3 separate regions of the Mus musculus genome follow, and all the other regions are linked to region 3. A link is a contact called in public Hi-C and HiChIP or PLAC-seq data. All regions are on one chromosome and are shown on one strand. The core of a region is the stretch at or near the end of the contact, and the rest is flanking DNA. Distances in the headings are between cores, read along the strand shown. Region 1 overlaps Traf3 (TNF receptor-associated factor 3). Region 2 overlaps Traf3 (TNF receptor-associated factor 3). Region 3 holds the start of Traf3 (TNF receptor-associated factor 3).

The links. A called contact is a pair of places that touch in the nucleus more often than the background predicts. HiChIP or PLAC-seq counts read pairs in DNA pulled down with a chosen protein or histone mark.
Region 1: a contact with region 3 is called in an H3K4me3 HiChIP or PLAC-seq map of the SCID.adh cell line, with 20 read pairs. The contact joins the enhancer-like site here to the promoter of Traf3 in region 3. A contact is called at or near these places in 9 of 39 promoter capture datasets (3T3-L1-derived adipocytes, the HPC-7 cell line, embryonic stem cells and 5 more), 12 of 484 Hi-C or Micro-C datasets (the AML12 cell line, DN3 thymocytes, ECoMG-derived neutrophils and 9 more), 14 of 115 datasets of contacts at active chromatin or transcription factors (the 230-238 cell line, CD4 single positive thymocytes, the SCID.adh cell line and 8 more) and 2 of 9 other capture datasets (adipose tissue and embryonic stem cells).
Region 2: a contact with region 3 is called in a Hi-C map of cerebral cortex, with 1.7 times the contacts expected there. The contact joins the enhancer-like site here to the promoter of Traf3 in region 3. A contact is called at or near these places in 5 of 39 promoter capture datasets (3T3-L1-derived adipocytes, embryonic stem cells, liver and 2 more), 2 of 15 datasets of contacts at CTCF or cohesin (CD8 T cells and the NIH/3T3 cell line), 7 of 484 Hi-C or Micro-C datasets (the AML12 cell line, cerebral cortex, cortical neurons and 3 more), 11 of 115 datasets of contacts at active chromatin or transcription factors (CD8 T cells, the HPC-7 cell line, the SCID.adh cell line and 6 more) and 1 of 9 other capture datasets (liver).

The regions. Positions count from the first base shown.
Region 1 is chr12:111,225,903-111,230,538 of GRCm38.p6, reverse strand. The region is part of intron 2 of Traf3 (TNF receptor-associated factor 3); the gene reads right to left. Among named protein-coding and RNA genes, the nearest start is that of Amn, 43 kb to the left of the region's middle. Within about 2 kb of position 2,923, at least 12 of the 459 cell types and tissues checked have an H3K27ac peak or open chromatin away from gene starts, as enhancers often do. A contact at or near this core is called in the SCID.adh cell line and myeloid progenitors, where this site is marked.
Region 2 is chr12:111,201,924-111,206,795 of GRCm38.p6, reverse strand. All of the region lies in intron 1 of Traf3 (TNF receptor-associated factor 3), which reads right to left. Among named protein-coding and RNA genes, the nearest start is that of 4930595D18Rik, 20 kb to the right of the region's middle. Within about 2 kb of position 3,540, at least 31 of the 459 cell types and tissues checked have an H3K27ac peak or open chromatin away from gene starts, as enhancers often do. A contact at or near this core is called in cerebral cortex, cortical neurons and forebrain, where this site is marked.
Region 3 is chr12:111,163,659-111,168,038 of GRCm38.p6, reverse strand. Traf3 (TNF receptor-associated factor 3) reads right to left here and starts at 1,669. Exons shown (of 12, transcript NM_011632.3): 1 at 1,437-1,669. The region is part of intron 2 of 4930595D18Rik (RIKEN cDNA 4930595D18 gene); the gene reads left to right.

The DNA.
Region 1 (4,636 bases), core at 1,674-4,173, 61 kb before region 3:
CGCCTTTAATCCCAGCACTTGGGAGGCAGAGGCAGGCAGATTTCTGAGTAAAACCAAAACAAACAAACAAACAAATAAATAAATGGCTCTTTAAAACAAAACAACAACAACAACAAAAAAAGAAAATTCTTCAGATACATTGTTGGAAGCCAATGAAAACTATGGCTTAATTCAGATATTCGACACAGTTTATGGAGGGAGACACAGCTGCTTGCTTCTGCGCTGACTGTGTTGCCACGCACATCGCTCTAAGCTTGAGAAGGAATTGTCTGTGCTGGGTAGTAGCAGTCAGAGAATCTGGAATTATCTTAATTGTTTTCTAAGGGTCTGGACTGTCATAATGAAATGAGAATCAGAGCCTCTTGCTTGTCTACAGCTCACAGCACTGTACACCTTTAGCATGAATGTGACCTGCTATATCTACTGTGTATTCAGTATCACAAGCTAATCAAATTTAAATTATATTATTTTGAGTTAATTATTTTTGTATTAGTTTACATCTAGATTTTACATTAAGATGGGAATTCACTCCCTTTATTAAAGCCCAGTGGCTTTAGTCTGCTTTTAAATGGTATAGCTACCACCATTCTCTAATTCCAGAATATTCTTACCTTTCCACTGAGATGCCCACCCCCTCCTGTCCTCTTGTTTTTTCGTTTTTGTTTTTTGAGACAGGATTTCTCTGTGTAGCCCTGGCTGTCCTGGAACTCAGTCTGTAGACCAGGCTGGCCTCAAACTCAGAAATCCGCCTGCCTCTGCCTCCCGAGTGCTGGGATTAAAGGCGTGCACCACCATGCCCGGCTCTGAAGAATTTTCTTATCAGCACATGAAAACTTGAATTATTATTATCTACTAGTCTATGCTACTTTTCATTGAAGTATCTTTCACTCATGCTATCTTCTGAGTTTTAGCACATGACTTAATACTAACAATTAAATTACTTTTACTTATAAATAGTGTGAACAGTATCTCCACAGGGACATAGATTACACGAAGATCATATGCCACAGGAGCCACAGGGTTGCTTTTTTTTTCTAACACCCACCCTCCCCTCCCAACAAGATACTCTGCCTACCGAGTGCTGGGATTAAAGGTGTGTGCCACCCCCAACCCTCTTCAGCTTCATTTCCTAAAATAAACACATGAGCGTGTGCACACACACACACACACACACACACGCACACACATGCACACACACACACATGCACTCACAGTATAGAAACTGTGTTTCTACAGGCAATGTATTTAAGCTGTATTTAAAGACCATACTTTCTAGCCCAATTAGGGGAGTGTGTTGCCCACAGAACACTTAGCATCTGCGGCATGCTACACTCTCAGAGGCTGGATGTCAACCTAATAATCCTATTCAGAACATAATTCCTGAACTTTTCCACTTTCCAATTCACAAAAAAAGATACTATTCTGTTTACTCTGCATCAGAAAGCTTCTTGCAAGTTGCTGTGCTCACAGCAGCAATGTTTAAAAGCGCACTACAGTAAACTGACCACACACCAGGCAAGTGCCCTCCTAAGGAGGAGCATGGGATGCAGCACGGTGCTGGAGTACATGGCACGGCCCAGGACTGATCCACCGTGATTTGTAATGCAAAAATTAATATGATAATCTTTAAATTCATGTGGAAATATAAGAGGTCTAGAGTATATAAATCTTGGAAAAAAACAAGACTCACTTTCTGGTTTAAACTTTTAATGTTCAGCTCAACAATCAGGCTCTGATATCAGCATAAACCTGAAGAGCCAGGAAGGTGGTCACTGGCCACTCATAGCTGCTTAGAGACCTGTCTCCACCTTTCTTCTCAAGCGGTCAGCTGGCCTGAGGATGGTGCTTTGGGGAGGGTAAGTGGCAGGTAGATTCCAAGCCCATGTGCAGTGGTAGGTAGATTCCAAGCCCATGCGCAGAACACCCTTCGGTCAGAGCCTGTGTGCTACTCCATCCTTGTACTCTTTCCAAATGGAAACAGCGCCTGAACTTTCTGTTTACGATTATTACTTGCACTCATATTTAAAAACTTCTGTTTGCTTTATGTGTATGGATGTTTTGACTACATGTATGTCTAGTCTAGGCATGCCTGGAGCCCAGCAAGCCAGAAGAAAGTGCTAGCTCCTCTGAAGCTGTAATTCTAAACAGCTGTGAGCTATCATACAGGTGCTGGGAACCAAACCAGGGTCTCTGCAAGAGCAGCCACCTCTGCAGCCCCTTGTTTGTGTTACTGAGACAAACTCGCTGTCCAAGCCTCTGACTTAGCGTGCAGCTGAAGATGAGCCCCCCTGAGCCCTCAAATGCTGCATTACAGGTGTGTGGATTACAGGTGTGTGGATTACAGGTGTGAGCCACCTCCAGCTCATGCTTCTCTTCCTGTCAGCTCCTGCCATGTCTCTCGCATTACACACATTTCATGTTTACCATGGGATACACTTCATCTTCTGGATGTGGTAATGGTTACTTATCATGCACAATGGTGTTCCAGCTTCTGTATTATGCACAGTCGGCTCTCAACATCCTAACTCAGCTCTTCTGAGGAACGTGGACAAATGTCTCTAGGGCACACACCATAGATTAAGGGTCCAGGGTTAGCAAGTGCCATCTTCAGGTCAATCTAGGCAGCAGCCTGGTTTTCTAAGGCCCTAAAGTCAGAACGACTTTTAGGCTTTAACATGTAAAGACAAAACAAAGACCACGTGATAAAAAACATAGGGAGTCCCCCAAACCTATTTAGTGAGATATTGACACTTTTGGTCTTCATGGAAACAGTGTGGTACTTTTAACCCTGAACTATGTTAGAAGTGCAGAGAAACTGCTGGTGGGCAGGTTGCAGAAATGGCAGCGTCCTAAGGGAGCTGTCCTGAGACGATGTGGACATGCCCACAGGCAGCCCCACCCACAGCTGGAGCTACAGCCCTCTGTGTCTCTGCCAGGCTAACCATGGGTGAGAAACTGCTTCCTCGCTCTCGACCACAACAAACACAGAAGCCTTCTGTGACCTCAAAGTGGGAAGGTGGTTGGGAATGGACCTCAATGGCTGCCTAGCATGTGAGGCTAGCCCAAGCTACATAAGACCCTGTCTTTAGAACTATGGGTGGGGTGCTCAGTGGGCTGAAAGATATCTGCCAAAAAAATCTAGCAACCTAAGATTGAACCCTGAGATCTACACAGTGGAAGAACACTCACACCAACACCATATCACATCCTCACCATATGTGTGTGTCCTCAAACTCAGAGATACACCTGCTTCTGCCTCCTGAATCCTAGGACTAGAGACGTGAGCCGCCACACCCAGCTATAATTAAAACAAACAAATAAACAGCAACAACAACAAAAAACAAAGTCTCTTTACCTAGCCCTTAATGGCTTGACCAAAAGTAAAAATAAAGTCTAGGTGGGCAGCTCTCTGCTTTCAAGGCCAGCTGGAGCTACACAGTGAATCCAGGCTAACTGGGGATAGAACAACAAACTAACAAAACTGGGCTGGAGAGCGGGCCCAACAGTTAAGAACACTGGCTGCTCTTCCAGAGGATGTGAGTTCAATGCCTAGCACCCACGTGGCAGCTCACAACCATCTGCAACTCTAGTTCTAGGGGCTCTCATGTTCTCTGCTAGAATGCACTCAGCACAGACACACATGCAGACACACATCCACACACGATCATTTCTTTAAAAATAAAACACTTCAGGCTGGAGGGATGGCTGAGCAGGCAGGACTTTCTCTCATGTCTGACTACCTGAGCTCAGTCCCTGGGACTCGCATGGCAGCAGAAGAGAACTGAAGCCTGCAAGCTGCATTCTGACCCCTGCACAAGTAAGGGCTCTCTCTCTCTCTCTCTCTCTCTCTCTCTCTCTCTCTCACACACACACACACACACACACATCAAATTAGAAAAAGAAATCTTAATTAAAAAGGAGGAGATGGGACATCTGGGTCTGGCTCCCTCTACACACAGCCTGGGAAACACTGCTTACCTGACCAACCTCAGGAAATGGCAGCCTATGACCCCACGCCACACAGTAAGTTCAGGGGAGAAAAGAGCAGAGGTGCTGGAAGTTATCCACAGAAACTGACCCTGAGAAGATGCTAAACTGAACACAGAGAATCAAAGGACGCTGGCATGAGCTATGGAGCACAGGTTCTGGGGACAGCTGATGCAGATGGCAGTGACCCCACCAGACTCCTTTTGATCCTTCGTGGGGACAATACCTACAAGTTCAGCACCCAAACAAAGACTTAGTTCAAAGTCTTCAAACAAACAAAAAAACCATTTGTAAAAATTAAGTTCCCATAGTTAAGACAGCTACATTATTTCTAGGTTGTTTGTCACAAGGACATCCTCGGGAACCCCCATGTGACACCTGCAGGATACGCACAATCATCAGAAGAAATGGTAAAATGTGGCTTTGGACGCTCTCCAAACAGAAGACTGTGGAAACTGTGATCAGATTTCATGACTGGATAGAAATACTTTTATTTCACTTATTTTTACATGCCTATACACATAGTGTACCTCTGTCCTAAAATTGAGATTTAGTGAAATTCTATACTTATTTTATTGAAGAAAAATTATGCTGGTTCAGTCAAATGCATTAGAGACAGCATTTGAAGAACATTGAGGGTTTTATTAAC
Region 2 (4,872 bases), core at 2,291-4,790, 37 kb before region 3:
AGGACTTGGTAGCTAGCACCTTCAGGGTAGCTTATAACAATCCACAACTCCAGTTCCAGGGGATCCTGCACTTCTGGTCTCTGTGAGTCCAGACATGTACTCATGTCTACAAGTGACACTCATACAAAGAAAATAATTTTTATCTATTTATTTATTTATTTAAAGGAGGAGGAGGAAACCAGGTGTGATGGTGCATACCTTTAACCCCAGCACTGGGAGGCAAGCATTCTGTGAGTTTAAGACCAGCCCGGTCTACACAATGAGTTCTAGGATGATCAGGGATGATCAGGGCTACATAGAGAGACGCTAGACCCTGTCTTTAATTAAAAAAAAAATGAAAGAAAGAAAGAAAGGAAGACAGACAGACAAGACAGGAAGGAAGAAAAAGAATGAATATTGAGGGGCTAGAGAGATGGCTCTGTGGTTAGGAGCACTGACTGCTCTTCCAGAGGTTCTGAGTTCAATTCTCAGCAACCACATGGTGGCTCACAACCATCTGTAATGGGATCCGATGCCCTCTTCTGGTGTGTGTCTGAAGACAGCTACAGTGTACTCATATAAATAAAATAAATACATCTTTTAAAAAAAGATTAAGAGAAAAAAATACAATTCATCACCTTATGTGACTTACAATAAAAAATTTTTACAATAAAAATTTTTCTTAATTTTTAGAGAATATTTTATGTGTATGAGTATTTTGCCTGCATGTATATATATGTATATGTACATGTACCACATATAAAACATATAAGGCTGGTACCCATGAAGTACAATGGATTCCCTGGAACTGAAGTTACAAATGGTTATGAGGGGCCATGTGGATGGGGAACTGAGCCCCGGTCCTCTACAAGAGCACCCAGTGCTCTTAACCACCGAGGCATCTCTCCAGCCCTCTGAAATCTTAATTTTTAAACACCAGAAATTTAAAAACCAAGGTTAAGCACAATCTGGTTGGAAAATCAATTCGCATTTCAACTTCTGAGAGTGCGACCCCTTACTTCATGTAATAGATCAGGACTGCTATCATTATGTCACTCTGCCTTCATCAGTGTGATGTCACAGCAGCCACTAATCTTGAGAGTGTGTGCTGTGGTGGCAGGAGGCTGACAATGGACACCTTCCTCATCCTCCACCTCCGAGTTTCAGACAAGGTCGCTGACAACCCCAGAGCTGGGGACTTGGTAGGCAGCCCTATGTCCACCCCAGCCTTAGCACTGTTTTTAAACCTGGGTGCTGGGGATCTACACTAGGGTCTTGGTGCTCAAATGGTGAGTACTTTATCAACTGCACCATCTCCTCAGCCCCTCAATCCAGAACTCATGTGGACAGCCAGGAGCTCTCTCATCACAGCAAGGGGCACACAGGGCAGAGGTCATGTCCTCCCCATGGATGTATCAGGATCAGCACACTGAGCAGAAATTATTAAATGATGAAAGAAAGGAAAAAATGTAGAAAAAAGTTTTTAAAATTTAAATTGAAGAGTTCTCTAAGTTAGACCTGAAATTATGAAAGACCCCCCCTTCTGACAAAAGGAAAACAGATGTATTAGCTGAGAGCAAATTCTGTCAGGACATGAGCCTCAGGGGAGCAGACATCCAGGAGCAGGAGCGGAGTTCTGATCCTGCACCTGGGTCTGGCCTACTCTGGGACCCCAACCAAGGACATAGCTTCTTTGGGCCTCGGTTTTCTCATCTGAAATTAAAGAACAGAATCAGACAAAGATCCCAAATGAGGCCCAGAGGTAAGCCACAGCAATACACCCACTAGTGGGTGGCTCAAAGACTAGCTTACTTTCAAATGAACAGTCATACCATATAATTCTGAGTTCTAGGCCAAACAGGTAAACATAGTGAGCTCAAGCACACTAGGGCTTTAAAGCAAGACCTTGTCTCCAAAGGGATTTCAAGGTTGTCTGAATATACAAGGAGGACTGCTTGTTTGCTTGTTTTGCTTTTTGTTGTTTGATAGTTCTTTCCAGCTATGGCTGGCATGGAACTCAACACACAGACCAGGCTGGCCTTGAACTCCCAGAGATCTGCTGCCTCTGCCTCCTGAGTGCCGAGTACTAAGAGCAAAGGTGTATGTACCACGCTCAGCTTGGGGAGTGAACTGGTTATAAATGCTGCCAACAACCCTTTGATCATAAAGCCAATTGGTCCTCCATTATAATTCACATAAGCTTGCTCACTAGATCTCCTTCCCCAAACCAACCACCACAGCTTTCAAACTAACAGCAAGTCAGGCTCTCTGGAGCTGGAAACTTCTAGAAAGAAGTTTTTCAGATGGACAGCAAGCTCCACCAGAACACCACACCACAGTAGGACATGAAGCTACAAGTACAGTTTGGGGTGAGGGGATTATCAGGCAATGGATCCATTCTACATGGTCCATTGGTAACTGTGGTCAGATGGCTCCCCAACCTGAGGCTGAAAACAAGCTTTCACATAGCCTGTGACTGGGAACCAAGAGGCAAGGTAGATGTTACAAGAGAAAGAACTGAGCAGGGTAGTCAACTCCGGAGACAGGATGTCCTCTCCACAGAAAGCTGAATTTATTTACACTGATCATGTATTCAGACTCTCAGCTGGAAAATCTCAGTTAAAATGCCAGAAGGTTCAGAGCCCATTCACAAGCTTTTCAGAACACATGCAGTTGCCATGGTAACCCTGACATATTTCTTGGTGTCGGACATATAAAATTACCAACCATGATGCATTTGATATATTTTGGGGTCACCAACCTATAGCAAAACCAATCTGAGTTAGAATCTAGCCCCCCTCATAGATAAACAAAGAGGCGCAGCTGAAGGCAGTGCTCAGTGCATCCCATACATGAGCAAAGAGCTCCATCCGCACTTGAGAAAATGCTCATCTGAGGATTTTCATCTGAGGAAAAAGAAGAACTCAGGGAACTAGACTTTATCATCTATCATATATGGGTGGTGATATATTTTACGCCAGAAAAAGGAGATATCCTACGCCAGATCAATGAAATTATTGTTTAAAAAAACAAACATATTATAATCCATACCTAGATTTCTGAGAGTCAAGCTTGTTTACTAGAAAGCCAAAGTAAAAGCAACCCCTTTTCAAAGAACATTGTGAGTAATTCATTAGAGGATGAATAGTCCATGATAAATAAGACAATCCTTCAAATGTCAAAACTGTCATTAATACAACACAAAGTTTTATTTTAGATACAGTAGAGATCTACTCAAATCACAATTATTTACTTTGACTTGGGATATTCATAAATACTTTAAATATAAAAATTCATGATTGTTAAAGCCCCTTACCTTTGTATAACCCACCATCTGAACTCACAGATGAAAACCAAATTATGAGGCACAAACTGCAAAGGCATCTTCAGTTTCACATTCCGAGGAAAGCCCACTGCACCAGAAACTCAGCTGCTGCAGGACAAGCCTGTGCTAGCCAAGGCATTCACAGAATTGCCTGCGTCGAATCACAGAACTGCAGGTCCTAGGGCATATTAGACCCACCATCTCCTCCTTCAGCTCATAGGCGGCAGCAGCAGCAGCCTGAAGGGGAGCGGGCGGCTTCCATATTAACAGGGCTTTGCTAAGCGCTGCATTGCAGTCTTTCTGAAAGCTACCAGCCTCGGAAGCAAAGGCGCTGGAGACAGACTCCTCAGCAGAGGCAGCTGCCTTTGGAGCCACAACGGGTTTTTTGTTTTGTTTTGTTTTTTGTTTTTTTTGTTTTTTGTTTTTTTTGTTTTTGGATCTTTAAGAAATGTTATAAACTTCTAGAGGTATTTCTGGATTTCTGACCCGTTCCCTAAAGGCTGCCTGGTTTGTGGTTTATGCTGGGGTATTGCTGGTACAAGTGAGTGAGACAGGTCACAATGCTGAAATGGGTGAAATGTGCATAGTGACACACAGTCTTTAATACTCAAGCTGCCTGTGAGCACTGCGCACATCTGCCATCAAAATGTCAGCTTCTAAGTCCCTGCTGAGAGGCTCTGAGAATGAACCACAGCTTCACAGCTTTCAGTACAAAAAAAAAAAAAAAAGCCAACACACCAAGCATGCCTAGCTCCTGTACAGGTAGCTTTCCCTTGGACACCCAGAATAGTAAACACAACGACGTGGTCAGAGGACCTGAAATAGTAAACCATTGGCCATGCAATCAGATTCAGAAGAGACCTCACCAACAGTAGCGGTATCCTAGGTGGCTTTCACTTTGCAGTAGTTTGTTCATTCATTGACTCATCTGCTGAACGCTATGTATTACTTGGAAAGGGGCTGCGGGTGACAGTTTACCATGACAGTGGCTACAGGCACCCAGTAGGACTGCAACTGGAGAGCAGGTTATCACGAGGACAAGTGCCGTGGTCAGAGAGGACAGGAGCTACTCCGCAGATCCAAACACAGGTCAGGACAAGGTCCTCTAGGAAGGATCTACGGTGAAGCTGGAGGAGTGGGCTGGCTGGGACGCACGGTCAAGACAGCCGCGTGTCCCTGTGTAGCAAAACCGACCTCAGCAAGAGCTCATGAGGTCCACTGTACTGCTGGGGCCTGAGGCCTTGGGTTCCGTTAGGGTTTCTATTGCTGGGAAGAGACAGCGTGACTACAGCAACTCTATTTTTTTTTAAGATTTATTTTATGTTTATGAGTACACTATAGCTGTCTTCAGACACATCAGAAGAGGGCATCAGATCCCATTACAGATGGTTGTGAGCCACCGTGTGGGTGCTGGGAACTGAACGCTGGAAGAGCAGTCGGTGCCTTAACCACTGAGCCATCTCTCCAGCCCACGACAACTCTTTTTATAAGAAAAACATTAACTGGGGCTGGCTTACACTTCAGAGGTTTAGTCCATTGTCATCATGGCAAGAAGCATGGTGGCACAC
Region 3 (4,380 bases), core at 420-2,919:
ACCTTACATCTTAAACCTTGTCCCTGATAAGGTCTGATTTCAAACAGTGAGGCTGGACCCCAAGGTCTGCCAGGATGTATCACCAGACCCTACACACAGGGTTTTCTGACTCCTGTGATAAATTTCCCAGTTTTCAATTTGCTCTGGCCAAAGAATTTTCACCTTCAGACTAGTTCTTAATATATAAGATGTCACAATATGGCGAAAAGGGAAACATTTCCTCTCCTTTAAGTAAAGGATGGCTGTACACTATTTTGCTAAACACCCTACAATGATGCAGTATTTTCAACAGGCCATTTTCCAAGATCTGAAAAACACCAGAAGGTTTTAAGAGCTGACTGAGGGTTCCCCTGAACAATTTCTACATATAAGCATTTTACACACAATACAAAACAGCATTTCTAAAGATTTCACTTGTGTATCTAGTCACAGAAATGCTACCAAAAAAAAAAAAATTATGGCTCCTCTTCAGTTGTATGCTGTGAATGTAAATTAAGATGACAATACAACACTCGATAAACCCTTTAAGACTCCACAAAAAAAGAGCATACTTACAAATGTGTGTACGTAACACACACACACACCCTTCTATTTCATTCTCAAAACTGAGTCAAAGCTCAGTACAAAAGCCGTGAAAATAAAATCAGTTCCTTCAACCGATCATTAATCTGAATGCTTCTTCGATTTCAGAGCACGTCCACAACACTTCACCCATTTGCATGTTGTTGCCGTTTTAAATTAAAGGTAAAGAATTGTCCACGCAGAATTCTCTCTAAAGGTCTAATCCTGATACCCGGGTCCCCAACCGGTGGTGATGACAGTGTAGAAACGTGGCGAAACGTACATGAGCCATAGCCTGGCGCCTCCAAAACCTGCAAGCCCCGCGGCAAGGATCGTTTTAATGGCTCGCCCGTGGGGAGCCCACTCTGACCTTTGGTGTTAATCGAAGGTGGAAGGTGTGCATTCGGCCCCAGCTGGATCCCAGAACCGCCTGCCTTCCAGCCTCTCTGCAGCTCTCCGACTATGAATCAGTCATTCATCTGCAGAGCAATGACTCAGTATAAACTTTTAAATAATGGCTCAAAAACCCACCTCCACCAGCCAGGGCGAGCACGCTCATCTATGCGGGCACCCTGTCTCCGCCGCTCCGCACCGCGCCAAAGCCCCGGGCCTCGGAGATGCTGACGGCTCGGCACCCCTCGGGGCGGGCACCCAGGGCTCGAGGCCTGCCTGCCCCGTCTGCCCGGAGCGCCGGCGCCTCGGGCCCGGAGCTGGCCGCACACACAAAGTTTCCAAAGTTGGGGCGGCGGGCGGGCCGCACCGCAGACGGTGAGGCGGCCGGGCCTGGCAGCGAAGGACCCGCCGGGCCCGGGGCCGCCGCCGGGATGGAGCCGCCCGCCGCCCCGCCGCCCGCCGCCCCCGGCCCGCGACCTTACCCCGAGGCCCGCCCGTTCGGCCGGCTCAGGGGCGCCGCGCGCATCCTCCGCCGCCTTCTGCAGCGTCCAGCTCCCCGGGCAGCCCCATGTCGGGGGGCGGGGAAGGGCCGGCGGCCGCCGCCGCCGCCGCCGGCTGGAAAGTCCCTGCTGGGCTGCAACCCGGCTCGCGCACGCGGCGGCCGCCGGCCGCGCCGCCTCACGCACCCTCGCGCTGGCACTTCCTCTCGCGCGCTGGAAATCCCCGCGGGCCGCCTGGGCGCGCGCCCCAGCGCGCCCGCCCCCGCCGCCCGCGCGCGCCTCCCCGCCCCCCCCCTCATCCCCTTCGGCTGGCGCGCGCCCGCGCCCGTTGCTAGGGACCCTCGGCCCCGCGCTCGCCGCCGGCCTTAGCAACGGCGGCGCGCGCCCCAGGCCCTCAGGGCCCTGGCCCCTCCGCGCGCGCGCGCGCGCCCTCGCGCCCCGCCCGCGTCCCGGTCTTTCCGGGTCAAAAAGCCAGTCGAGCGGAGGGGAAGCAAGGAAGGTTCCTCGCCTTGCCACCTCGACGGGCGGCCCAACAGTCTCGCCTACTCGGGCACTCAGGTCCTTGCACCTGTAGAAGACACTCACTCGCGGGCGCCCATTGACACGCGTGCAGAGTTCGTTCCTAGTGTCTCCTGTCCAAGAACACACATCTTCACCGACAGAGTTCACAGGCAGGCGGGCAGGTCTCACAGTCCACATTAGCACACAGCCATGCCACCCTCACACATGCCCCTCGTATGCTCACAGGCGGGTCTGGTACCATCTGACCCAGCTCTAGGGGTTTAGCAGAGTCCTCCTCGGCTCCCTACATACCCACCCGAAGTGGATCTGCCCTGTGTGGACAGGGTGGCCAATTTGTCCTGGGTACTTCTCTAAGCCAGGGACACCCATTTCTCCAGCAGCTTCATCTTGCTGTCTCATGGTCACAGGGCCCCACCAGATGTCCCTACTGCCATGGCAAGATGGGAGCAAATGGGGGTCTATCCTTACAAAGTTCAGACACTTGAGCAAAGAGGCCATGATTGTTTCCAAGTCATCTGGAAGCTCACACATCCCTTCTCAATAAAGTTTGTCGGATCCTAGGCTGGAACGGAGACCAGTGTGACCAGGCTGCGCAGGAAGTCCAGCATCTTCTGTCCAGCTTACCTCATGGAATGTTCTAGAAGCCTGGATAGTCTGACAGGACATCTCTGAATGCAGTAGCCCAACAGGTGCCTGTTCGAGAGCCCACATAGGCCTTGCTAGCCAGGCTCAGCTAGGCCAGTGGCGCCCTCATCTGGGCCACAGGCCACAGTTCTGAGTTCAGAGTCAGGTCAGATCCAGGGTTCCCCAAGGCAACAGTGCTAGAACGACAGTCCCATCTATGAGGACCCTGGAGCTCACTATTAGCCCCTTTCCCCTCGTGGGTGTCTTTAATGGCCCGGAATGCTCAGAGTGCCCCTGCCTTCTTTAACCGTGTTCTCAGACCTCTACTGTTCGACCCCAGCCCTGTCCAGGGCACCTTTCTCACACGCCTTTCACGGCACAAGGAAAACTGCCCAAATCCAGAAAGGCTTCCTTCTCTAGGCTGCACTATTTGGACTCTTTTCAAATAAGCCACCAGGCAGAAGGTACAAAGACCTGTGCGTGGGGCTTCCTATGGCTGCGTGGCTCCTTTTATTCTCTGCCAAAGCACTAGTAAGCCTTCTTCAGAATGAGTGGGTAGAGTCCAGCCGCGTGGAGCTCTCTACGGGTGAGACCAGCTGCTGCTCCCCCACCCCGAGCCCTTCTTCTCCCATTTAGCAGCTCCAGACCCCCTGTTTTGGGGAAACACAGAGGGCAGCATAAAGAAGTTTGCCCCATCAGAGCCAGGGCTTTGGGGGCGGGTTTCTGGCCACCGCAGCGCCAGTTGCTGGGCAGAAGTGATGAGCAGTACGGAGAACCAATCAGAGGGCTCTGCTCTGGGCATTTCAAAAGCAAAGCTGGCTGTTCCCTATGGCAACGCTGAACAACACGCCGACACTGTTTCTGGACAAAGAAATTTCTCTCAGGAATTTATGTGGCCTCTCATGCTCAGTTTGCTGCATTTTAGGATGCATGCAGGTCTCGTGATGACTCACCGAAATGCAACTGTCCAGAAAGCCGCTCCCATCTGTTGTGCTAAGAGGAAAAGTATTCGTCGCATGGTGTCGGGGGCTTCAGGCCTGTGAACAGGTGTCATCAGGCCCCTCCCAGTGCCTCAAATGACAGCTCCAGGAGCAGAAGCCACCTGCCCCTGCAGGGCAGATGTGTGCTGAAGTGAGCTGACATTTCGCTCACTAAAACATTAAATACTAGCAAAGGAGAGACACACAGCAAAATTATAGTTTCAGTAAGACTTCTCAGCAAGTAGCTTTCAAACCTGTTGAATATGTGATACACACCCACATATTCATCAATACTTAATCCCAAACATGTAATGTGCTCTGATTATTCTGGTCTACTTGTTAATGTTTAAATGATTTTAGTTACTTATGTATCCAGTGTGTGTGTGTGTGTGTGTGTGTGTGTGTGTGTACACTGTGCATATGGGAACACACATCATGATTAAGTGTGGCGGTCAGAGGACAAAAGTCAGTTACCTCCCTCTGCCTTGTGGGTCACTGGGATCAAACTCAGATTGCCCGGCTTCACAGCAAGCATCCACACCTACTGAGCCAGCTTGCTGGCCCTATCTAGCTATTAATTTTAATACAGGGTTCCACTATGTAGACCAAGAGAGCCTCAAACTTGAAATTCTCACCTTCCCAAATGCTAGGATTACAGGCAAATTCCACTGCTCCCTAGCAAGCTTGGGTCTCTCTGGAGTTCTCTCTCTCTCTCTCTCTCTCTCTCTCTCTCTCTCTGTCTTCTGTAACCAAGGCTGGCCTCACGCTCACTATGTAGCTTCTATTACTTATTTTTATTA